7 separate regions of the Mus musculus genome follow, and regions 1, 2, 4, 5, 6 and 7 are each linked to region 3. The links are chromatin contacts, called in public HiChIP or PLAC-seq and promoter capture Hi-C maps. All regions are on one chromosome and are shown on one strand. Each heading gives the region's core, a stretch centred on a gene start, on an enhancer-like site or on the middle of the called end of the contact. The rest is flanking DNA. Distances are from core to core; before and after follow the strand shown.

Evidence for each region. Promoter capture Hi-C pulls out the DNA fragments that hold promoters and counts their contacts. HiChIP or PLAC-seq counts read pairs in DNA pulled down with a chosen protein or histone mark.
Region 1: a contact with region 3 is called in a promoter capture Hi-C map of liver, with 2.5 times the contacts expected there. The contact joins the enhancer-like site here to the promoter of Rrn3 in region 3. A contact is called at or near these places in 5 of 39 promoter capture datasets (the C10 cell line, cranial neural crest, liver and 2 more), 1 of 484 Hi-C or Micro-C datasets (bone marrow-derived macrophages), 2 of 115 datasets of contacts at active chromatin or transcription factors (both in bone marrow-derived macrophages) and 2 of 9 other capture datasets (adipose tissue and liver).
Region 2: a contact with region 3 is called in a promoter capture Hi-C map of embryonic stem cells, with 3 times the contacts expected there. The contact joins the promoter of 2310015D24Rik here to the promoter of Rrn3 in region 3. A contact is called at or near these places in 9 of 39 promoter capture datasets (the 3T3-L1 cell line, 3T3-L1-derived adipocytes, the HPC-7 cell line and 4 more) and 1 of 115 datasets of contacts at active chromatin or transcription factors (pancreatic cancer cells).
Region 4: a promoter capture Hi-C map of pre-B cells shows a contact between it and region 3, with 4 times the contacts expected there. The contact joins the promoter of Myh11 here to the promoter of Rrn3 in region 3. A contact is called at or near these places in 2 of 39 promoter capture datasets (cranial neural crest and pre-B cells) and 2 of 9 other capture datasets (adipose tissue and liver).
Region 5: a contact with region 3 is called in an H3K27ac HiChIP or PLAC-seq map of extraembryonic endoderm stem cells, with 5 times the contacts expected there. The contact joins the promoter of Marf1 here to the promoter of Rrn3 in region 3. A contact is called at or near these places in 13 of 39 promoter capture datasets (the 3T3-L1 cell line, the C10 cell line, cranial neural crest and 8 more), 1 of 15 datasets of contacts at CTCF or cohesin (large pre-B cells), 9 of 484 Hi-C or Micro-C datasets (CD4 T cells, CD8 T cells, the HPC-7 cell line and 6 more), 26 of 115 datasets of contacts at active chromatin or transcription factors (the 230-238 cell line, CD8 T cells, the NIH/3T3 cell line and 15 more) and 4 of 9 other capture datasets (adipose tissue, embryonic stem cells, liver and 1 more).
Region 6: a promoter capture Hi-C map of the HPC-7 cell line shows a contact between it and region 3. The contact joins the enhancer-like site here to the promoter of Rrn3 in region 3. A contact is called at or near these places in 9 of 39 promoter capture datasets (the C10 cell line, the HPC-7 cell line, cranial neural crest and 6 more), 8 of 484 Hi-C or Micro-C datasets (the HPC-7 cell line, the STO cell line, cortical neurons and 5 more), 5 of 115 datasets of contacts at active chromatin or transcription factors (bone marrow-derived macrophages, embryonic stem cells, neural tube and 1 more) and 1 of 9 other capture datasets (adipose tissue).
Region 7: a contact with region 3 is called in an H3K27ac HiChIP or PLAC-seq map of microglia, with 5 times the contacts expected there. The contact joins the enhancer-like site here to the promoter of Rrn3 in region 3. A contact is called at or near these places in 6 of 39 promoter capture datasets (cranial neural crest, frontonasal cranial neural crest, liver and 3 more), 1 of 484 Hi-C or Micro-C datasets (the STO cell line), 3 of 115 datasets of contacts at active chromatin or transcription factors (embryonic stem cells, microglia and stem cell-derived neural progenitor cells) and 1 of 9 other capture datasets (liver).

Annotation. Positions count from the first base shown.
Region 1 is chr16:14,193,142-14,196,069 of GRCm38.p6, forward strand. It overlaps Myh11 (myosin, heavy polypeptide 11, smooth muscle), which reads right to left. Exons shown (of 41, transcript NM_001161775.1): 41 at 1,386-2,043. The coding sequence ends at 1,911. Among named protein-coding and RNA genes, the nearest start is that of Nde1, 31 kb to the left of the region's middle. Within about 2 kb of position 1,255, at least 17 of the 459 cell types and tissues checked have an H3K27ac peak or open chromatin away from gene starts, as enhancers often do. A contact at or near this core is called in liver, where this site is marked.
Region 2 is chr16:13,519,330-13,522,723 of GRCm38.p6, forward strand. It overlaps 2310015D24Rik (RIKEN cDNA 2310015D24 gene), which reads right to left and starts at 1,778. Exons shown (of 4, transcript NR_160674.1): 1 at 1,661-1,778; 2 at 319-446; 3 at 1-193.
Region 3 is chr16:13,779,169-13,782,446 of GRCm38.p6, forward strand. It overlaps Rrn3 (RRN3 RNA polymerase I transcription factor homolog (yeast)), which reads left to right and starts at 1,531. Exons shown (of 18, transcript NM_001039521.1): 1 at 1,531-1,671; 2 at 2,825-2,930. The coding sequence starts at 1,589. It also overlaps the pseudogene Gm6354.
Region 4 is chr16:14,289,748-14,292,973 of GRCm38.p6, forward strand. It overlaps Myh11 (myosin, heavy polypeptide 11, smooth muscle), which reads right to left and starts at 1,661. Exons shown (of 41, transcript NM_001161775.1): 1 at 1,529-1,661.
Region 5 is chr16:14,157,596-14,160,837 of GRCm38.p6, forward strand. Marf1 (meiosis regulator and mRNA stability 1) reads right to left here and starts at 1,679. Exons shown (of 27, transcript NM_001081154.2): 1 at 1,549-1,679. It overlaps Mir484 (microRNA 484), which reads left to right and starts at 2,031; the gene lies at 2,031-2,097.
Region 6 is chr16:14,127,461-14,130,705 of GRCm38.p6, forward strand. Marf1 (meiosis regulator and mRNA stability 1) reads right to left here. Exons shown (of 27, transcript NM_001081154.2): 17 at 2,186-2,406; 18 at 1,291-1,433; 19 at 1,051-1,184. Among named protein-coding and RNA genes, the nearest start is that of Marf1, 30 kb to the right of the region's middle. Within about 2 kb of position 1,656, at least 22 of the 459 cell types and tissues checked have an H3K27ac peak or open chromatin away from gene starts, as enhancers often do. A contact at or near this core is called in the HPC-7 cell line and bone marrow-derived macrophages, where this site is marked.
Region 7 is chr16:14,111,118-14,114,456 of GRCm38.p6, forward strand. It overlaps Marf1 (meiosis regulator and mRNA stability 1), which reads right to left. Exons shown (of 27, transcript NM_001081154.2): 26 at 3,066-3,236; 27 at 1-654. The coding sequence ends at 413. Among named protein-coding and RNA genes, the nearest start is that of Marf1, 46 kb to the right of the region's middle. Within about 2 kb of position 1,839, at least 54 of the 459 cell types and tissues checked have an H3K27ac peak or open chromatin away from gene starts, as enhancers often do. A contact at or near this core is called in microglia, where this site is marked.

The sequences.
Region 1 (2,928 bases), core at 5-2,504, 410 kb after region 3:
GTGTGGTATATGTAAGTAAACAACTGTATGTGTGGTATATGTAAGTAAACAACTGTATGCGTGGTGTATGTAAGTAAACAGTTGTATGTGTGGCGTATGTAAATAAACAGGTTTGCACACATATGCACAGAGATTGATGTTTAGTGTCTCCTCCCCCTTTTTTATTCCATTCATTTACATCTCATGATATCCCACTTCCCAGTTACCCTTCCACAAGCCCCCCCATCTCACAGCCCCCATCTCCTCCCTCCCCTCTGCCTTTATGAGGGTGCTGTCTGTCTTCTTTCCACTTTAGTTTTAAGCCTGTATCCACCGTTAGGTTAGGTTTTCCTCCAGGGTGGGGTTACAGAAGTGTGCCGCCATGCCCAGCTTTTATTTGGGTTTTGTGGCTCTGAACTCAAAGCCTCATACTTGCAAAGCAAGCACCTTGCACACTGAATCTGATTTGTAAAAATCTCTATTGAAGTCAGCTTTTCAGCAGTGATGTCAGGGAAATGTTTGTCAGTCATTCCAGCTATAGCAGCAATCGGCAGGGGATTGATTGGCTTTTCAGCTTTTCAGTATTTCCTATCTTTTTTTTTTAAATCTGTTGAGTCGGGCTTTAGGAAAGTTTGCATGGCTAGAACTTTTGCCAAGCATGTCTCCCTGTCTCCCTTAAGCACTGTAGTTGGAGAATTAAAGGGCCCTGGCCTGCTTCTGTAGGGTTTTCATGCTAAGAACACTTTTCTTAAATGGTTGTTGGGGGTAGGGTGAGATAGCCTTGGAGTTATGGTCAGCCCTGCCTCAGCCTTCCAAGCCCAAGGATTATGGACATGGGCCACCATGCCCTAAGTGGTTTTTGCTTTTTGTTTTGTTTTTAATGGTTTTGCGCATTTTGTTTGAAGATGAATGTGTTATAGAGGCAGATGTGGTCTACAAATCTGAAGTATTTAAGTCCATTATTTGTGCGTGAGAGAGTATATGCCCCAACACTCATGTAGTGGTCAGAGTACACCTAACTTTATGTGAATTCCAAGGATCAAACTCAGGTCATCAGGCCTGCACTGTGGGTAGTGAGCAGCAGTCCTAAATACTGCATGTCTGGCCTTAATAGAGGTGTCCTGCTGACCCCCTCTGCTAGGCCAAAATACTGTATTGCAATTTAAACAGATGAAAGAAACTTTGTACTTAAAATATTGGTTGAATGTGCTGCCCTCAAAAGGCTTGGGTCCAGAAGTACCATGGACTTTGTGTTTGGGGGATGCTGCGATCTTTGTGCAGCTTGGACACAGGGCCCAGTTCTAAACACAGAATTCATTTGGGCTTCGTGTACACTTTCTTGTAGTGGGATCACTGAGAGGATTAAACGAGTTGCCAAGACAACAGCTGGACAGAAGAGCCAACTCCTTTCTCGTGACTTACAACCTTTTATTAGTGAAAGTGACCATGGGTGCAAATAAGTGTGATTGCTCTGCTCCGCTCGCTCTGGGAGCAGTGTTTCTTTTTTTAATTCAGATGACTAAAAAAGTCACTTGGGCGAAGTGAACTGTGTGTCTGAGGTGTGGCAGGCAGGAAAGGGAAGGGAATTTTCAAACGGGATTTCCTCCCAAACTGGAAGGTCAGGCAGGTCAGGGAAAGGTTGGGAGTGGGTTGGGGGCTGTGGCACCCATTCATGTAACTTCCTCATTTCATGTAAACAAAGTTGCTGGTGACTGTGGCTCCTGACCTGTACGTCTTATTTGGATTTTTCTCTGATAGCCCATCTAAGAACTTGAATTCACACCCTTTGTGCAGGGCTGTGGTTGACTCCTGGTGAGGGGTGGAGTGATTTCTGTGACTTGAGAACGAATGGACACAAGTGCTAAGCAGTCTGCTGGGCTCTGCTGTCGTTTAGTGTTCTGTTTTCCCTGACATGGTGTCCAATCCTGAATTTATTCACTGGCTTTGGTTCCATTGAAGTCTGAGTCCCGAGCGTCCATTTCTTCTTCAGAACCATCTGTGTTTTCAATAACTCTACGGCCCCCAGCCCTTCTGGAAGGAACAAATGAAGCCTCGTTTCCTCTCCTATGGGTTTGAAACAGAAAATACACTTGTCTTTAGTAAGAAAATCTCCCAGTGATTGGAAGAGGCAAGATCAAGGTGAGATCAAACACACACTCAACATGAACGAGTCACAAACAAATTCAGGGTGAGTCCTATCTATTCATTTGGCATGGGATTATTGGTTTTAAAATATTAAAATAGGATTCTGGTCTTGTGTTGGGTTGGGAAAAGAAAAAGGCCAAAACAGGTGTAGGGTAGCGCACAGGCCTGGTGTCATCAGGTAGAAGGTTGTAAAATTATAGATAAAACAGCAGGCCTAGTGCTGTTTTATCTATAATTTCCCACAGGAATAAAAAAAAGGCATGATTTTAGGTTTTCAAAGTGGAGAGGGAGAGTTTCTCAGAGTACAAGCTTTAGTTGAAGGGTGACACAGCGCCATCTGCTGGTGTGTAGCTTCCTGCTCTGAGATTCCCCCATGGTAGAGAGATGGTGTCTAATTTGAGTGTATTTTCCTCATCATGGTCACATGATGCAGAACACAAAGTAGATGTTCAAATGAATAGTTGAAAAATTGTTAATCTGAGGTACATTTTTGTTCTAGTGGGCAGGACAGCCCTGAATCTTCACTACTCCAGCTTTCAGCCTCTGCATGTCCCACCCATCCTGGCTATCCAAGTGGCTGATTTTACTGGAAAGGCTAGATATATAGCATGCAGCCTTGGGCAAGAGAGGAAAGTGGACAGAAAGGGGGACAGGTCAGTTTACTTGAAGCTAGCTTTTGCTATCACAAAAGGTTATGTGGATTTTCAGTGACCTAACACATGATCTTGTTGGGTCAGCACAGCCCTGTTTGACCTGAATGTGAATACAGGTGCTAACACATTTTAGTACAGTTTAGAAAACCAA
Region 2 (3,394 bases), core at 528-3,027, 260 kb before region 3:
ACAAAGCCCCCCCGCCGGGATGATTGCTTGCGGACAGTGTTCACAGGGACTCGGCGGCTGAGGTCAGGTAGGGATGACAGGGTTGTTCAGCAACCCCTAGAGAATTTCCAGATCTGGCTCCATGGTGATGCTATGAAGTTGATCAGCATCTCCATCTGGGACCTGACTCTCTCCCTGCTCAGGGTCTGGGCTCCTGAAAGAGAATGGCTTTGTATAGAGAAGAGCCCTTTGAGCCCCTCAGAGTCCAGAATGAGTATGCCCTCAGGATTACACCTGCTCTTGTGGTTTTTTTCTACAGTACTGTCACACCTTACTGACCTGCTGTTTAAGAGGAGGGTTCTCAGGCAGGCTTCATCTTGTCTTTGATAACATCTGAGTCACAGTCACTTCTGTCTTGCTACATCCCTTTTGCTGTACACTGGGCCTTATTTTCATTGTCATCTCACCTTTATAGAAGCAAAAGGAAATGAACAGAAAGCAGAGCTGATGCTCCACTGTGTCATAGCAGCTGGTGGATTGTGAGACTCGGGATGTCCAGGCAGTGATCTCAAATCTTTTTGCCCCATGTCTCTTTTAATGGCTTTGGTTCTGATAGAGAAGCCATGACTCTGCATAGACACTCCAGTTTTTCTTAAAATGCTTCTCTGGGCACTGAGGAGATGCCCCAGGAAGTAAAGCATTTGCCATTCGAGCATGAGGACCTAAGCTTGATCCCCCAAGCCCATGCAAAAATCAGGGTGTGACCCCAACACTGGGTGTGACAGAAGGATCTCAGAAGCTCCTTGGCCAGCCTACCCAACCTGGTGAGCACCAGGTCTCAGTAGGAGACCCTGTCTCAGAAACAATCAAACGAAAACCAAAAATCTGTAGGTAGCACCCAAGGAAATTTACACCCAAGGTTGACCACGTGCGTATGGTCATGTGCACACACACACACACACACACACGCACACGCACACAAACACAAACACACACATTGCATACAAGCAAATGCTTATCTTTCTCCTTCTTCTTTGTGGTACAGAGCAGAATGAAGCAGAGGGAGAGAAGCTCTTTCCTGCAGAGGAACGTTTGCTTCCAGAATTGAGCTGTTTCTCGGCACACTGGTCTATTTTTGCAGTAGAGCTGGCTGCCCCATGCCAAGGTTTCTCACCGCAAATAGAAGTTCTGGAAGGGCCTGCTAGTTTCCTCCAGCCTTCAGACACCTCTTCACATTTCATCTGGTTTATCCTCCCCATTCCCAAAAGGAAATATTTGGAGTATTTTCTGTTCCAGATAGGAGGCTCTCCCCAGGGCGCCCGGCTGGGCAGGAGCCTCATTTCACCCTCAGCCCTGGCCTCTGGTACAGCTTTCACTATCCGGGGAAGCTAAGCTTAGCTCCAGTGTGCCAGTCTAGATCCTAAACTGTAGTCCCAACCATGAGTAAAATAGAGTCCCAGAACCCCCTCCCGTGCCCCTGGTCCCTTCCAATCCCTGGCCCTTCTAAATGGCTGAGGCCCACCTGTCATTGAAACCAGGAGTTGGAAGTTCTTTACACAAGGATCATAGGCAAGATGACATTCAACTGAGACACTTTACAAAGAGATGCCTGAAGTCTGAATGTTCTAGAAACTATCCCTTATAGTTGAATCAAAACAGATGGAGTAAAAAAACAACAAACCTGTTGGTTCTCTGGTTGACCAGGGGGATTGCCAACCTCACAAAGACGTCAAGGGGCCAAAACTTCCTTTAGTTTGTCAGGGAGAAAGCTAGTTCTGGAGGTACTCAGAGTGAGCTTTAGAAGGTTCCAGAACAACAACAAATGCAGCAATCCGAAAAGTTCTCCCATCGCCTAAGTAACTCGGTGTCTTCCAGACTTCTTGTCAGACAGCGACTGAGTGATGCTGTAAACTGCTGTTAGCTTTCCTTTCTCCTTTTGGGGACGGTAGTAATAATGACAATACAGCTCCTGTCACATCAATGAGGCTCTCAGTGTGAGTGACAAGAGCGTCTTAGAGTTGGACTCCTGTACGTGAAAGACTCATTTTCCACGTGGCCCAGCTTGTTCAAACCTAAGGCACTGTCCATTTCAGAGTGCAGACTCCTGATGTCAACAAGACTTAGACACAGATTTGACCCTGAACAACTGTGGGACTTTCAGGGACTTCCAAGCTCTTGTGGGCACCAGAATCCCCAGGAGGCTGTGTCTGCAGACTGCTGGGCTGCATCCCTGGAGCTGTGAGTCAGTCGACCTGGAGTGGGGCCCAAGAATGTGCCTTTCTGAGTAGTTCTCAGGTGACACTGATGTGTCGGGATCTGGGCCACACCCTAAGAATAAGCAGCTTCAAAGACGCTGGCCCTGCCTCTGCCTCAGTGGTGGAGGTCTTAGTGAATCGTGTTATCATTCTGCTCTGTCCTGCCTTCTCCACGATTGTCCTTAACATCTTTAACTGATTTGAGGCGTGGGGTGCTGTGGGAATTGTGGAGAAATGTGTGTATGCTTGTATGAGTGTGGAAGCCAGAGATCGCTGTCAGGTGTCTTCATCAAGCGTCTCTTGCTGAACTCGACTCACCAATTGCCTAGACTTACAAGCCGGCCAGCGAGGATTGCCTGGGTCTACTTCCTCGGCTCTTGGATTACCGGCTTCTCTGTGGATGCTGGGGATTGAACTCGGATCCTATTGCTTGTGTGGCAAGTACTTTACATCTGAGCCATTTCCCCAGCCCCTTGTTTATTTGTTTTTGACACAGAGTCCCACCATATAACCCAGGGTGCTGCTGATCCTCCTGCCTCCTCCCTCCAATGCAGAGATAACAAGCGTGTGCTGACACATTTGGCTGACTTTAATTATATATGCTTATCAGAACAGTGTGATGAGTTTTTCTACGAATGTATACAGTGTTGGCCTTCATCAGAGTTGGGTAGGGAGCATAAGCATTCATCATTTCCTTGTGTTAGGAGCCTTTGAACTCACTTCTAGCCTGGGCTACATAACAAGACCCTTCTCAATATATAAATACAAAACCTGTTAGGTCCTAAAGAAACTCAGGACAAATGGCTAACCATGGTGCCTAATTAATATGCTGACGTGCATGGTGGCTGCAGGCTCACTCAGTACCTGCGGTTCCTCTCTGCCTCTCTCACCTCATTCCCTACTCTAAACCTATCCAGCTCAGGGGCTTCGCTTCCCCTGTGTCTAAGTTAGGGTTTTACTGCTGTGAACAGACACCATGACCAAGACAATTCTTATAAAGGACAGCATTTAATCGGGGCTGGTTTACAGGTTCAGAGGTTCAGTCCAGTATCATCAAGACAGGAGCATGGCAGCATCCAGTCAGGCATGGCACAGGAGAAGCTGAGAGTTCTACATCTTTATCTGAAGATTGCTAGCAAAATACTGGCTTCCAGGCAGCT
Region 3 (3,278 bases), core at 281-2,780:
TCTGGAATCTAGCCTCAACATCCGAAGAAAAAGTATGCTGGATAGCAAATTCTCTAAAACTGTCTTAAGATTTATTTTATGTGTTTGGGTGGGTTTTTTTGTACATCTGTGTGTCCCTGCTGTGCTCACAGAGGTTTAAGAAGCCCTGGGACTGGGGACTGCAGTTAGAAACAGTTGTGAACCTGGATCCTCTTTTGTTGTTTTCAAGACAAGCTCTTTTTGTATTGCCTTGGCTGTTCTGGAACTTACGCGATAGTCTAAATAAACTAGCCTCAGATTCAGAGATCTGCCTGTTTGTGCTGAGATTAAAGGTATGTACCATCATGCCCAGCTCCCCAGCCTGGGTTCTCTTACCCATGGTAACATCGGTCCAACTCTCCCCTCTGGCTTTTTACCAGTCTCCACACTTCTGGCTAGGTCACTGTGTAATATGTGTTTCACACAGAGTAAGGTGTGAAAATGTGTCTAAAATGATATACAGGATCCTTCTATTTCCACCTCTCCAGTGCCTGTATTACTAACATTAAACCGGGCTCTTTACCTGAGTAACCCAGGTCCTAATAGTTACCCATTGGCTTTGAACTCCCTTTTTTTGGTGGTGGTGGTGGTGGGGGAGGAATGGATCTCTAGGAGGTGGGCCTGGGGCCCTCACTGTACAACTTGTTCCTTAGCACTATTTCCAGAATCCTTCATCACACCTGGAAGTTCTGGAGGACAAGAATTGGGGTAGATAGGCAGGCCTTCAAAGGCATCTTCTGCTCTGAAGGCCAGGCCCACTGTGGCTGGGGCCTGTGGCTTTGCTACCTGACTAGTGAAGCCACATTCCCCCAGAGTTTTCTCATCAAGGAGCTGGTTGTCCTTGAACAGCAGCTCTCCTCAGGAGGCCTCTTCATGATGCCCTCAATGATGCGCTTGAGTGCCAACACCAAGCTTGACTCCTTGGCCTCAGTGAAGATGGTGGTCTTCTTGTGTGGGGTCATGAGAAACACAGCCATCCCTGTGGCTGCTTCTGGCTTGATGCACGGGACCAAATCTGATGGCTTCTCAGGTTGTCCTCAGCAGGAGTGATCTCTCAGTGTCCCTCGGAGTCTTGCCAAAAGTTAAGAGAGCCAACATGTTGTTTGAAAACCAAAAAAATCCCAGCCGTTCGATTTTACCAATGAAGACTCAGGGGCCAGATGCTGGGGTGCAAGCCTGCTAGGTCAGAGAGGCAGAGAAAGCACCCAGCTGACCTTCCTCCTCCACTCACTTCCCAGAAGGAAACCCGCTTTGAACTCCTTTTATCCTCCCGCCTCCACCTCCTGAGCGCCAAGGTCACGTGCACACGCCTCTAAGACAAGCTTCTTTTTGAAGGAGTTTCTGAGGAATGCGGCCACCGATTGCCCCGCCAAGCTGTGCCAGCCTATTTCTAGGAAAGCTTCAGGCCGGTTAAGGTCAGACGCAAGCCTACCCGCCTTCTTGCTGCGATCCTTACGCTCTGCTCACGTGGGCCGCGTCCCGCAAGGGGCTGCCTTCTGCAGCGCCACTTCCGGGGCGGGTAGGTCGTGGCTTCCGGCGCAAGGCCGGGCGTTCGCTCAGTTCAGGCCGAATGGCGGCCCCGCTGCTTCACACGCGCTTGTCGGGCGATGTGACGGCAGCGGCCTCTGCCACGCTGAGTGCGTCGCGGACTGGGTAAGATCCGGGCGGCCTCCGCCTGCGGGTGCGGGGCTCGAGCCCGCTGAGAGCTCTCCGCATGTGCCGAGGGGGCCGGGCGTGCGGGCTCGGCTCGGGCACGCAGGAGCCTCTGGTTCCCTCGGGTCCCCTCTGCCCGGGCGAGCCTTGTCTGTTCCATTGTTTCCCACTCACTCTTGGGGCACCCTTGTGGGACTCTAGGCTAATCTTCCGTGCCTTTCCTCTTCCCTCTCTTGGCCAAGACATGGGCGGCATTTCCAGGGTTTTGGATATCTAGGGGAAAGCTGTCACTGGTGACCTATCGAATTCCAAAAATTTTGTTTGAAATTTGTTTCTGTAGAAGCAAGCAGTAGCATAGTGGAACCGTATATTATATAAGCAGTCCTTTTTGCCCAACATTTTAAAATACCTATCCCTATAAAACATTTGGAATCTAACCTTTAGATTTTGTCTGATTCTCTTGTTTAAACGAAGTAAACCTTGTAAAGCACTTAGCATAGTACTGACAATTGTTAATAAAGTGTGTATACTCTGTGTTAAGGCACTGGGGACAGCAGCTTATCCAGACACTAACCCATACCCAGCAGAGCCGGAGGCGGGGCAGTGGGGTGGGGGGGCGGCGGCAATACATGGATAAGATAGTTTCAGGTATCAGTAAATGCTATGAAGAACTACAACGTTCCAGGATAAAGCGTGAGTGTATGAGGTTCTGGTGGAGAGGGCCTCTGACATTTGAACTCCAACCTTGGGAAGAGTGTTTCTAACAGCGAGTAGCAGGTGAAATGGGAATCAGCTTGACAAATTTGAGGAATAGAAAGGACATCACGCTTTTAACAAATGATTGTATCATGAGATCAGGGTTAGGAAAGGTGGCTGGTTAAACAGGATCTTACAGGGTTAATGTGGGAATATGGAGTTTCTTTTCCTTCCCTTACTCTTAATAAGATCTCATTATGTAGCCTAGGTTGGATTCTGCCACAGCTTCTGAGACAGATTTACTGAGGGAAGAGTGGCTTCCTGGGAGAGAAGGTTGGAAGGAGGGATATCATTTGAGAAACTTAAGCCTCATCACACAAAATGATGTTGGCTCAGCCATGCTCCCTGCCGTCATTCTCTGTCATGAATTTGATAACTGGTCTTCCTGGTTCTTCAGGCTTTCCGATATGCTCGCGTTAGAGAGCGATTTCTTCAATTCTCCTCCGAAAAAAACTGTTCGGTTTGGCGGAACTGTGACAGAAGTCTTACTGAAATACAAAAAGGTACGAGGAGGTGGGGTTTGACTTTGCTTAGTCAGAGTTTAAAAGGCATTAAACCGAAGAGCAAATTATCAAGACTTTGGGTTCCTCCTCCTGAGTACAACCCCCCCCCCAAGACAGTAAAGAGAATAAGATGAACTTTAGCATTTGTGTGTACGTTTATTTAGGTTTCTCAGTGGTGGGGATTGGAACTAGGACCTTATCCACACCAGGAAAACAGGTCTAGTTGAGCTCCTACATAGCCTAAAAATAAATTTTACACTGGGCTTGGAGGCTTGTGTCTTTAATCCCGGCATGTGAAGGCAGAATCAGGTGGATCCCTGAATTTGAGACCAGCCAGGGATATATACA
Region 4 (3,226 bases), core at 411-2,910, 510 kb after region 3:
ATAGTGCTTATGAAGCAAACCCACAGGTTTCTCCAGGGTGGCTCAGCACGGGCGTGTTTTGGGGTCACCCAGCCTCATGGACTCCTACCACATCTGTTTCTCTCTAGGGAACAGCCTTTGTCAGTTTAAATTGGTAGAAGGTTTCAATCTTCTTCAAAAAGTGGTGGAGTCCACCAGAAACAGGAGTCCAACAAATTTTGGTTTTCAGGAAAGACAAAGAGCTGTCACGACAAGATGATCAACTTCGTGATGAAGTGTATATAATGATTCAAATAACTTGATTCCACTGAAGTGCTGTTAAGTACCTGGCTTGTTAAGTGTGCCATCAACCACATCAAAAAAGAGAAGGTGTTCCTTGCCATGAGAGACTTTTGGACCTGTATGGTCAAGCTCTCTTTCTTTAAGTCAAGTCTAAAATAGCATCTTGAAGTAAACTGAGCAAGAGAAGAACCTTCACCAGAGGACACAGAACGGAGCAGAGCAGTGTGCTGAACACAGCCGGACGTCCCTTCTTTCCCAGCAAGCTCCATGGCTTCTCGCAGTTCTTAGAGGTAGAACCTAAACAGCCTAGTCCCGGCTTTCTAAAAGGTTTCTTTTGTTCTCTGACAGACATAACTTTGAAAGGTGCTTTCCAAACAATTCTGAACTGGAATCGCAGAACTTTCTCCTGCTAGTTCCTCTCTCTGTCCTAAGAGTAACCTTCCCACTGAGGAGCCCCAAACCCAGCGCCTGCTCACTCGGTGCACCTGGGGGTGGGGAGGCAAATGGAGCCTCCGCACCCACCTGGACATCTGAGGCCCTAACCAACCAGGAGAAGAACTCCCTTGTTAATTCACAGAGTCTGGGGTCTGGAAGGGAACAGAGTGAAAGAAACTAGCCATATCTTACAATAAGCAGCCTTGTCTACCAGTAACAATCCACAGCAAAATCACCTAAGTAGATGGAAAACACACACACACACACACACACACACACACACACACACACACACACACCACAGCCTGTGCTCAGAACTATCAACACTTTCACCCATGTTTCTGAGTTACTTTGTGCAATGGTCAGTGGATTATCCATCCCATGACCTAGTCAGACTAACCTTGGGTTCCGATCACCATCCCAAATACTGGGATTTGAACCCAGGACCCGCAGTGCTCTACCACAGCACATTTGTCCACTGTGCAGCCTATAAACACTGGTTGGTTTTTAAGTAGACCATTTTGTTTTTTAGACTCTAGTCTTAAAATACCTGGAATTGGGCCCAGCCACCAGAATCTTTAATTGCTTACTCCACTTTCCCAGGTGGTTCTGCTCATGGGCAACCTGGGGATGCTGGTTTGACGTGGTGGGTAGTGGGGGGGGGGAGGGGAGTAATCACAGGAGGTCTAGAATGATCCTGTACCCGGCTTCTTCCCATTGTCCTTATAAGAGATAACAATCAGGACCCCTGGAGTCCCCACTCCCAGGAGGATGCTTTAGAAGGCTTAAACCCACCACCCAGGCTTGCCCCTAAGGGACCAACTCTACTTACAGATCTACTCCGGGGGTGGATTAGCAGGAGGACACCGGATGGAGAGCTCGGATCTGGCACTGATCCCAGGCTGGGATGGTCCAAATCTCTCTGTAAGCTTCGGACGCCTGGCTTTATAGAGTCAGCGCTATCTGAGAGTGGAAAGGGGAGGTGGCTGTCGGACGTCCGAGAGTGGGAGGATCCTCTTCCCTTCGCGGCGCCCCCTGCAGGTGAGGAACAGAGCCGCACTGACCCACAGCCTCAGGCTTCGCTCCCTGTAGCCACCCAGATCCTGGGTCCTTACAGAAAAGGAATCCGGTATACAGAGTCTGTAGGGAAACGTGAGAATTTCTCCCCCTAGGTCCATTCCAGCTGGATTTTAACCTCTTCCTGTTCATACATACTGGAGGCTTGATACCTCCCACTCTCCTTCATCCCCTCTTCATTCACCTGCCACCTCTTAGATCTGAGGGCGGTTGTGTTTAGCAAAGGGAGGGGAAAGGTGATTTTTTTTTTTTTTTTTTGAACTCTGCAAGGTGCAAAGCAGGTCACCGCATATCCTCCAGTGACTGCTGGGAATGTGTGGGAAAAGAAAGGGAAACTTGTTTTTCCTAACTTGTTCTTTGCAGTTCCATTCATGCTACAACCAAAATTAAATATAATCCCAGGGTGCCTGGAACCAATAACGTGGTTTCTCTGAACATCGTTGAAAAGCGGGGTGCTGCTGGAGAAAGAGTGCATTATGGCACTTGGAGGATGCGTGCTAAGACCCTAAGAGAATGCGGGGTACTTGCTGGTCCCCCGCAAGTTCACAGCTGTCCCCCCTCAGCAAGGGATACTTCTCAATCTCTTTCCCTTAGCCCTGTATGGATCTAGGTCCCTGTCTCCCTGTCTCTTTTGTCGGACCTGACACACTCTCCATTACACTCTAGCTTTGATTTCCCTGTGACGATTTTTGTTCTGTCTCTATCATTTCATCTGTTATGTCCCTAAAGTCAGTTTCTTTCTCTCTCTCTCTCTCTCTCTCCCTCCCCCTCCCCCCCCCCTTGCACACACACCACTCAGGCCATAAAAGGAAGTCGAGGCAGAGCTGGCCCCACGCCAGACCGGGGACGCCTCGCTCCCCGCGCGCGGACCCTCGAGGTCCCGGGCTGGTCCTCCCTCCTGGGCCTGGGCGGGAGACAACCCAAAAAGGCCAGGCGCAATTCTCGAAACAGGAATTCCCAGCGTGGCATACCAGCGGGGCTCTGGCTCCCCCTGACTAAATATGGTCCCGCGCAGCCTCCCGCTGAGCCCGCGGGGCGGTATAGGGACCCCAGTGCTCAGACAGGAGCTCCAGACCCAGGTGCAGCTGGTTCTTCCAACCCAAGGATGATTCTGGCCAAACCTGCCCCAGCCCTATTTTGCAGGCCAGAAGACTGAGTCCTGTGAGGGTCCTTAGCAAGCTCAGTACTGTTTAATACCAATGTTCACTCTGGAGAGCTGAGTTACGGATCACTGTGTACAAAGCCAACAGGGGTGCTGTGTGGCCTTTCATATCCCAGCCCATCTGGACCCCTTCCATATCCGTCCAGGACCAAGCTCACCTGCTTCTCAGACTTGAAAACATCTGGATCTTGGTCCTCCCCATCCCCATTCCTAACCCCATCCCAGCCTCACTGGGCAGCAATACACAGAGCCAAGGACAGCAGCTTGGCTGCCTCGATGTAGAGGTGGGGG
Region 5 (3,242 bases), core at 429-2,928, 380 kb after region 3:
AGAGAAACCCTGTCTCAAACAACAAACAAACAAACAAACAAAAAACCACACACACACACACAAAAACAAACAAAAACAAACCCCACAAAAATCCAGAAATCCAGGTTTTATATCACCCAACACACTCCACTCTTATTCATAAGAACTTGTTATAATCACAGTGTTCATAATTTCAGCGTGCTTAAATCTTTCAAAGCCAAATCCTAAAATGAACTACCATATCTACCACTTCACTGAGAAACAGAAACGTTTAAAATAAAGTTTCATAGCTAGCTTCAGGTCAAAAGGCTCACCTACCTCTTTCTACACCAAGGTGCCTTCAATATTGCTCAAAGAGCCAGGAGTGGTAGCTCAGGAGGCAGAGGCAGGAGGATATCTGCAAGTTTAAGGGCAGCCAAGTTCCAAGCAGCTGTGGTTACACAGTGAAACTCTGTCGATAGATAGACAGATAGACAAGGCAGGCAGGCAGGCATATATAGACAGATTACTCAGTTCAAACAAATATAAGGAAAAACATTAGTGGCCTGCAGCCTAAAAATTTCCCAAATATTCCTAGGAATTCCATTTAAGCAGCCGAATCAGTCAGGGGAAGTTCTAATGTGAGAGAGTCTTCCTTTCTGAAACTCAGTTTCTGAGCAACTTAGACAGTGGCTGAGAATGCAGTGTGCAACATTGTACTGCCTGCATGTTGGTTCTGAAGGCCACCTATCTGTGCTGCTGTGGGCATGTCATCTTTATAAACATAAGGCCCATCTCTTGTGAGTCTAATCATCATAGCAACCCCCTCACTTATTTATTTGTAGTTTGGTGACAAGAGATACCTGAGGATGAATTATTTCCCAAATGACCTCCCCCCTGCCACAAACTCCCAGTCCTATGTATTTGCTCGTCTTCTACCTTTTAACTAAAATGACTCTTTTTTCTCCAATAGAATATAAATTCCATAACAATATTGACTGTATGTGAATATACGGTATCCCAACCTTCCAACTCAACTGTGCCTCACAAATATCAATAAATGACCCTGGACAAATGTAGAGCTCACTGAAGGTGAAGAAAGACCATTTAGCTGACAATTTCCTTGTATGCAAAACAGAAAGATCCTGGAAAGTCCAAAAGATACTAGTGCAACTAGAAAGCACCACGTTCGTGCTAGAATTAATTGGGGAGGTGGCTGAAACTGAAACTGCATCCAAAGTGGCTATTAAAACAAAAACAAAAAAACAATAAGGGACTCAGCCACACAACTGTCCTTTTTCTCAACTTTCCAACTTTGCACATCCTGCGAAGGTTGCTACTGACACCTGGAGGGCCGGGGAGCGAGCAGGAAGACAAGCGCCAGCTGGGACTAAACGCCTCGGAAGAGACCGGGGGAGCACTGGAGAGCGACTTTTTCGCACGGCCCCTTCGGCAAGTCCCAGTCCCGGTCCTTCAATCCCAGAAGCATCAGTCTGAGGGGGGAAAAGGCGTCGTTTCCAGACCAGCTACGTTGCTGATCAGAGCATCCGGTACGCCCTAGTGGAGTCCCGGCACTGACAGAGGACTCACCTCAGCCACTAGCTCCTTCTTGGCTCACATTCCGACACCGCCGCCTACCCCCCACCCCCCCCAGGCCCTTTATTTTGATTCCCGACTCCGCAGCTCCCGCCGCCGCCGCCAAGCGCTCCCTCCACTTCCGCTTCCGCCCCGCCCCGCCCCTGTCGCAAAACCGATACGCTTCTCTACTACTAGCCCCGCCCCTCTCTCCGAGCCTCCCTGCCTCACCTCTTCCTCCATAATACCACACCCTTCCTCTGCTCCGCCCCCTATGGCCGCTCCCTTTCTCCGCCCATTCCCAGCCCGTCCCCACTCCGCCCAGTCGCTTCCTCCAGTAGCCCCGCCCATTCCCCCGTCCCTCCCTTCCCCTTTCTGGCTCCACCCCTCCCTGAGTCTCGCCCAGTCTTTTCTTTCGCCCCGCCCTCGCCTCCGCGTATTTCTCCGCGCAGGGCACGCTGGGAAGTGGGGGGGGCGGGGCCTCGCGGCCCTGCAGCCTCGTCAGGCTCAGTCCCCTCCCGATAAACCTCAAAATAGGGTCTTACCTAGGGGGCTGGCGGCGTATTTTTTTTAGCAGGAACCCCAGTTTAGGAGTTCTCACTACTGGTTTGATGACGCCATGTCGAACGGATCTTCCAGGCGAAGAACTAGGGAGCTTTTGTGATGGAGTCAAGGAAAGGCTTGCCAGATGGGATTTGTTAGGGTTCCGCTCTAAAAGGTCTTGGGAGCGAGGACTAAGGAGAGAAGATTAATGTGAAATAAAGTATTAATGCTCTGCCTCGTCACGTGATAACCCTTATTTTTACAAATTAAATCGTGCACGTTGCACTGCATCTTTTAGCGCAACCTAGTGGCCAGTGGAGAAAGAACAGTTAAACCTGCCAAATGGGCTTTTGGCAAAGTCCTCCCTACCTATAGCAGTTTCAGTGCTGATCAAGTACATGCAAAGACTGCTGCTGAATATTGACACCAACAGTTAAGAGTACATGATATCCTTACCCAGTTTTATTTTTTCTTTTCAGAGACAGTGTCTCACTTGTGTAGCCTTGGGTTGGCCTGGAACTTGCCCCGCAGACTATGCTGTACTCGAACTTGCAGTCCCTTGCTTTCTGAGTGCTAGGATTAAAGGAGTTTGTGTCACCTGGCAAACGTTTTGTTTTAATAAACCTAGTGCTTTGTAACCAATACTTTTCAGATGACAGGTTGGCCACGAAAAAGAAGATGCTAAAGTTATAAGAACTTTGTGAAATCAAAAATACTTCATGTTTTAAACAGATAAACTGTTCTGTATCCTCGCTACCCCTATCCCCAACCCCACTGAGCCTTGAAGGCTTCACTTTTACTTGACCTAAATATGAGTTGGGTTTTTTTGTTTGTTTTTCCAGACAGGGTTTCTCTGTGTGATAGCCCTGGTTGCCCTGGAACTCTCTGTACACTAGCCTCAAACTCAGAGATCTGCCTGCGGTTGCCTACAAGTTCAAGAAGTAAAAGCATAACCTTTATTTAGAACCATGCCTGGCTTAAATATGAGTTTTCAGGATTCCATAGGGGGAAAGATAATTTCTGAAATTTCTAGCTCTTTGCTGCTTTCTGTTACAAGTTAGGAAAAAAATATAATCTAAATGTAGGCACAGTATAGAATGTCCTAGCTGGTTATTACTTTAAAATAGTTATACTTAAAAGTCTGCCAGAAGCCGGGCAGTGGCGGC
Region 6 (3,245 bases), core at 406-2,905, 350 kb after region 3:
GTGCTATTGTGGGAGGTGTAAAATACACGTCATCACCTACAAGATAGGGACAATTTCTATACATCCTGTCTACTACACCTATGTGAACAAGACAGACACAGAAGTCTGGGTGCTTCAAGCAATAAGATGTTATTTTTGTAAAATCACACTTCTGAGCATTCATGTGTTTGCTTATTCATTTGATCTCCAGTTAAAAGTTATCAGCAGAAAGGAGTTACTAGGCATCAAAACTGTAACAAAACAAAAAAGTACTTAAATACTGATCTTCACATCTGTTCATTTTAAATTGATTAAAAAAGGATACTACTAGTTTTAACTCCGGAAGCTTGTGACCTCAGGGACACAGAGACCCTCTCTCTGGCATTAAAGGGTATCTCCCAGACTTGACTGAACTACAACTGGAAAGACAAATGCCACATTCCTCTGTGTTTGTTTTCTTCTAAAATATGCATGGTGAAATAATTCTCAGAGCTAAATTGGATTCTCCATCAGATAACGGGCACTAGAAACATGCACATAGCTGGGAAGCATTTAACAAAACCCTGGTTAGAGCTTCTCCCCTTTGAGTAGATTCTTTGCCTGCCTGCCTGCCTGCCTTCTCTTCCCTCGAGACAGGGTTTCTCTGTATAGCTTTGGCTGTCCTGGAACTCACTCTGTAGACCAGGCTGGCCTTGAACTCACAGAGATCAGCCTGCCTCTGCCTCCCAAGTGCTGAGATTAAAGGTGCCCCACTAACCAGTGTGTTCTTACAGGGCACATGGCTTCCCTTCTTCCAGAGAACACAGGTAATGTTACAAACTACACTTTCAAAGGAACCATTAAGAGCTATGGAAAGAGAAAAGAAAGTGCACCCCCCCTCCACACACACACATACACAATTAAAATAACTCTTCCATTTAAAAGTAAACACTGACTAGACTCATGCCCACAATCCCAACACTTAGGAGACTGAGGTCAGAGTACTACTGCAAGCCTGAGCTATACAGTGAAGTCAGGTCTCAAAAGTACAAACAATAGCACCACTGAGGTAGACAACATCCCTCCATATACCTCTTTTTCGGATACAAATGACCATGTCGTCATCTTGTTGGGACAAGCAAATAGTTGTGTCTGGGATCTCTGATATTATATCAATCAAGTCACAAACACCATATTCCGTGACATCCCAGTCCTTTGAGAAACACCTATGTTTTAACATGGGAAATGGGCAAAGAATGAGTAAAATCACTGCCACAGTAACAAGCTTTACAAAAGACTGCTTTTCTTTTTTAAAGTATCCCATCAACTCACCAATGATAAGCCTGTGAAAAGTCTCTCACGATGACCTGCTTGCTGGCCTGGGACTTAAGAAGTTTTAGTAAATCCTGAGTAAAGCGCTTCACCTGGGCCCTGTGAGTAAGGGTCATCAGACGCTTGGAGCCCATACCAAGAATCTGAAAATGAAATGTTCTAATTACTTATACTATGAAAACCTCAAAAGATACGTTCTTGTGTCAACCTTGTCTCTGTCTTTCTTGCTCTTGTTAATCTCAAGCTATCTCCCTCAAATATAATGCCCACAATTTGAAATGGACACAATTCAGTATGTACAGTTAAAAAGAACAATGACACAACTGTCTGGGGCCAAGATCATTTGTTTGCTTATTTCAAAGTGCCATTATCTCAAAAGATCATGAGCACAAAGAGGAAGTGCACATGTCCAGTCTAGATGACTAATTTCATCTCTAAAAGACAGATTAAGTTTTTCAGGCCTTTTTAACAAGTAGGAAATTATTAAAACACTGTCTTCAGGGAAGTTATAGGCAGTCTAGATAGGATACAATAAACCCTAATCAAGTGACTAATGTCCAACTCATGAAAGGTAGAGCACTTAACACCCTGGTAGGTACCAACTTGTAAGTGCATTATGCTCATAGCAACCCCCTGCAATAATGAGCATACTAGAGAACACTGCTGGAAAGCAAGTGTTAGCCCCTAGAGACTAGAAGGAAAATGCACACAGGCCTCTAAGGAATTCTTTTAGGTTGGAAATTTGTAGTTTCTTGAACACCTGAGAGGGTTCCTGCATTTTGAAGCAAGCTCTTACAGGAAGTTTAGCTCAGAATGTCTGAGTATTTGGCTGTGGCAGCTGAGGTCACAGAAGAACACTCGTTTCTTTAAACAAGCAACCTCTTGTACCCTTTACCTGCAACACATGAGGCACAGCTTCTAGGAGTTCAATCAGCTTGGAATAACCATAGTCTGAAACCCTGCACTGCTTTCCAAAGTGGTGATGGTATGAAGGGATGAAATTGCTGACGGGTAGTATACACGATGGCTGGGTCTTCAGTAAATCAATGACCTCTCTGCTGAACTGAATCAGCTGGGGATTTCTCACAGGACTTTTAGAACGAAGAAGCCAAGGGTCTAGAAAAGAAAAACAAAAACAAAAACAAAAAAAACAAAACAAAACACCATGAGGCCTTAGGCATGGGTTCACTGGCTCAAAGGCTTTTTTGTGTTCTTAGCTCAGGATCACTGTGCAGAGGCAAGCAGCAGTTTCAAGTTTCAGCTTCTACGCACAGGCACCACAGAACCACACGACCAGACCCTCCCACTTACCACAGAGAGGCAAACCATTTGCCCTAATTCTCAAAAAGAAAAAAAAAACAACAAAATCCCCACAAAGCACTCTAGGGTGATGGTAGAAGTGAAGACGAACAAGGACTTTCCAGACTACACTGGCTGTATTTCAAAGATCCATTTGTAACTTGCTCATCATATTTCCCCACAGACACAGTGCAGATAAGCACTAGGAAGGTAGCCCACGAGAATGGAATTAACCAACAGTAGAGCTGAAATTTTACCCGGAAAGCTATGGGAAACCGTCACTTGAACAGGACAGGAAACTGAGGAAGAACCAGATCTATCCACCTACCTCATTATAGCCCCAGCAGGACTGGGCCAGCCTATGAAGACTACATTCACAGCAATATTCCTGTCGGTCTCTTCAATGCTATAACAGGTCTGCTCCATCAGGTTTTTAAAAAGTGCTTACACAAGAAAAAAAGCTTATCTGGAAAAGGGTGTTGCAGAGATGGCTCAGCAGTAAGAACACAGGCTGCTGTTCTTCCAGAGAACCCAGGTTCAATTCCCAGCACCCACATGACAGCTCACAATTGTCTGTAAGTCCAGTTTCAGAGTTTCTAACACCCTCACACAGACATACATGCAGGGAAAACACCAATGAACATAAATACAAATAA
Region 7 (3,339 bases), core at 589-3,088, 330 kb after region 3:
TCTCGAACAACCACAAATCCATTTGCTTAAACAAATGATGGAGATTGCTCAATGGGACTCAAGCCACTTCCTGCTGAGTGATCTCTGCGAATTTCTTCCCAACCACCACAATTCACAACAGTCTAGAAAAATTTGGTGAAATATTACAGATTCCTTAATGGAAGAGTTCTTTCAAATAAGTGGGAGAAATAAAGGAAGAACATGTTTATCTAAAAGTTTAAAAATAAAACAAAAACAAAAACAAACAAACAAAAAACAACAACAACAACAAAAACCCAACCATTTCCCTAGGTGCCATTAATGAAAGTGGCTTCTGGGGTCAAGATATAAAATGAGGTTTTTAAGCCCATTTTTGTGTGTAGAGTCAGACAGTTTTCCCCCATCCTAATTTAATTCCATGTTCAAATGGGAGTTAAAGCTTGGTTACAGGTGCAAAAGAAAAGTTGGCTGCCAATTTGACTCTATTTTTGGGCTGCTTTTTGGCTGGGCTTTCCACTGCATCCTTGCTGAAAAGTGGCCTGGGGGCTTCTGAGGAGGGGCCAGGAGGAGCAGGAGAAGCTGCTGGGCTGCTGGGTGAGGAGTCACAGGACAGGTTTCCCTTTTGCACTGGTAGTGGAACTTCTGATTTTTCTTCTTGGTTTAAAACTAAAACTCCTAGAAAGACAGAAACATAAATAGATTTAGTTCTAGGGCTCATAAGAAGTACTGGTTTTCAGTTCATCTGTATTTAAAAAACAAAAACAAGCTTACAAAACCACACGAGAGCCAGGGGTGGTGGCTTGTAAGCCCAGCTCTCAGGAAGCCCAGACAGGATCACTACAGTGCCAGGCCGGCCTGGGCTACAACGTCAAGACAACACCTCAACACAAACAAAAACAAAAACAAAAATAAAACAGCACCTAGGGGGCGGAGGCGGAGGCGGTTAGATCTCTGTGAGTTTAAGGCCAGCCTGGTCAACAGAGCAAGTTCCAGGACAGTCGGGGCTGTTATTCAGAGAAACCTTGTCTAGAAAAAAAACAAAACTCCAAACCCAAACAACCAAAGCACCAAAGGTCACACTTAAACCACAGTTAGGTATTGGCTACATGGTGAATATTGTATGTCACATAAATAAAATATTTTTAAATGACACATCACTTTTCTTTAGATTGCAAATTTTTAGACATCACAGTGGCTCCCTCTAACGGGAGCTTTTCTTCCTCAGGCTCTGCTCCTTCATCCCTCTGTCTGGTGACTAAGACTCACCAACTTCCTGTGACTGTTCTGAGGCAGCAGAGAGAAGGACCTTAGTGCTCGCTAGTGAGTGCCTGCCCATTCTTCTTACAGAGGCCACATGCTTGCCATGGTGTTGACATCAGAGACAGACAAGGAAAGAGCCACTTGGAATCATGGCTACTTTAGAAGGTCAGCTGTTTTCTTCAGTTTAGATTTCATGTAGCCCACATGTGTTTGAGAAAGACAGACTTCTGTGTCTTAGATGACTTCTATGTGTAGCAAGAAACCCCTACAGGCCAAGTAATAGTGACAGAGGGATGACACTGCCCCAGCTTCTCCTGAGATGGGCAGGAACCTGTGCTCCGCAAACTCTTGTTCTTCTCTGTCACAAGCATTTGGAAGAGCTCCTGTGTATGTGTGCATAAAGGCCAACACCCCATGAAGAAGCAACTCTCCACCTCCACCATCCCCAACCCCTCATTTCACAGTGAGCCTACGTTCTTATTGGCTCTTTCCCTGTAATAAGCAGCTTCAAACTCTCCTGGCCCTATCTGGGACCAGCAGTGTCAAATACTGCCTTACAAAGACTACGGAGAGTGGAAGCGAGCCAACAGTAGAGAAGGAAGTATAGGCAGAAAAGGGAAGAGTCAGATTCAAGTGACAAAAGGGGAAAGTAAAGGCTTTCCACAGAGCATCTGGGACTCCTCAAAGATAGAGTGACAAACAGTCAAAAGGCTTTAGTCACTTAACCTGTAGAGCAGAGGTGGTGGCCCATCAGCCCCAGCACCTGATACAGGGGTAAGAAACTGAATGGACTTCACCTCAGGCTAACACTAAGTTAGGAAGTTAAGAGACCAGCATTTAATTCCAGCACTCAGGAGGCAGAGGCATAAGTATCTCTGTGAGTCAAGAGACCAGCATAATCTACAAAGCAAGTTTTAGTCTAGCCAAAGCTACAGTGAGATCCTGTCTTAAAACAACCACCACCACCAAAGAGGTCACTTTTCTTGTTTTTTTAGGTCACAGGAATCTGGGACCTCAAGCCATAAGAACCTTGCTCAGACTAGCTTCGTAAAGCCAGAATCCACTGGGACCTAAGTAAATGTTGTGTAGCAGGGGACAGGTGTTGCCTAAGGAGCAGCTGAACCTCAGACGTGGTAGGAAGGCCAGAAGTTCAGAGGACCTGGGACAGGACTCATTACTCAAGGGCTCCTCCACAACCCAGTAACATTGGCCCCTTAACTTTAGATTATACCTGTGGGGAGCCGCCCTCACATTCGCCGTTGCAAGATGGCGCTGACATCCTGTGTTCTAAGTGGTAAACAAATAATCTGCGCATGTGCCAAGGGTAGTTTTCCACCCCATGTGCTCTGCCTTCCCCGTGACGACAACTCGGCCGATGGGCTGCAGCCAATCAGGGAGTAATACGTCCTAGGCGGAGAATAATTCTCCTTAAAAAGGGACGGGGTTTCGCCACTCTCTCTCTTGCTTTTGCTCTTGCACTCTTGCGCTCTTGCGCTCTGGCTCCTAAAGATGTAAGCAATAGAGCTCTTGCTCTCTTGCACTCTTGCTCCTGAAGATGTAAGCAATAAAGTTTTGCCGCAGAAGATTCCGGTTTGTTGCGTTCTTCCTGGCCGGTCGCAAGAACGCGGGTAAGATATACCAGGTTTGTAAATCCTATTAGCAGACACTCCAACAAGGGCGGGCAGAGGCTGAATAGTCGGCACAGGTACTTTTACACCTGAAACAGTATTGCTTTTTCCTGTGTTCATCAGGCACCTCCTACACTGGCATCGTGAGTCATCTGTTAGACCCACAGACAAGTGTCCACCATATAGGCTGCAACCTACCCAAAGGCTCTTGAGGGTGTTCCTCAAACTGAATGAGATCAGCGGGCTTCAGGATGACAGGATCTGGTCTTAGCTGAGGGGATGGCAGGCATGAAGGAACAGGAGCACAGAGCAGGTCAACGGGGGAGCTGCTGGCCAGGTGCAGAAGCTCCTGCTCCATCTGGCTGGGTCCTGCAGAGAGGGAGGAGACAGACAGCTATAGTCAGACAGGCACAGAGGTCTGCCTGAGGCTTTCCTCAGCCTCCGAAGTCAGCATCAAGTAATCAAGCAGCGC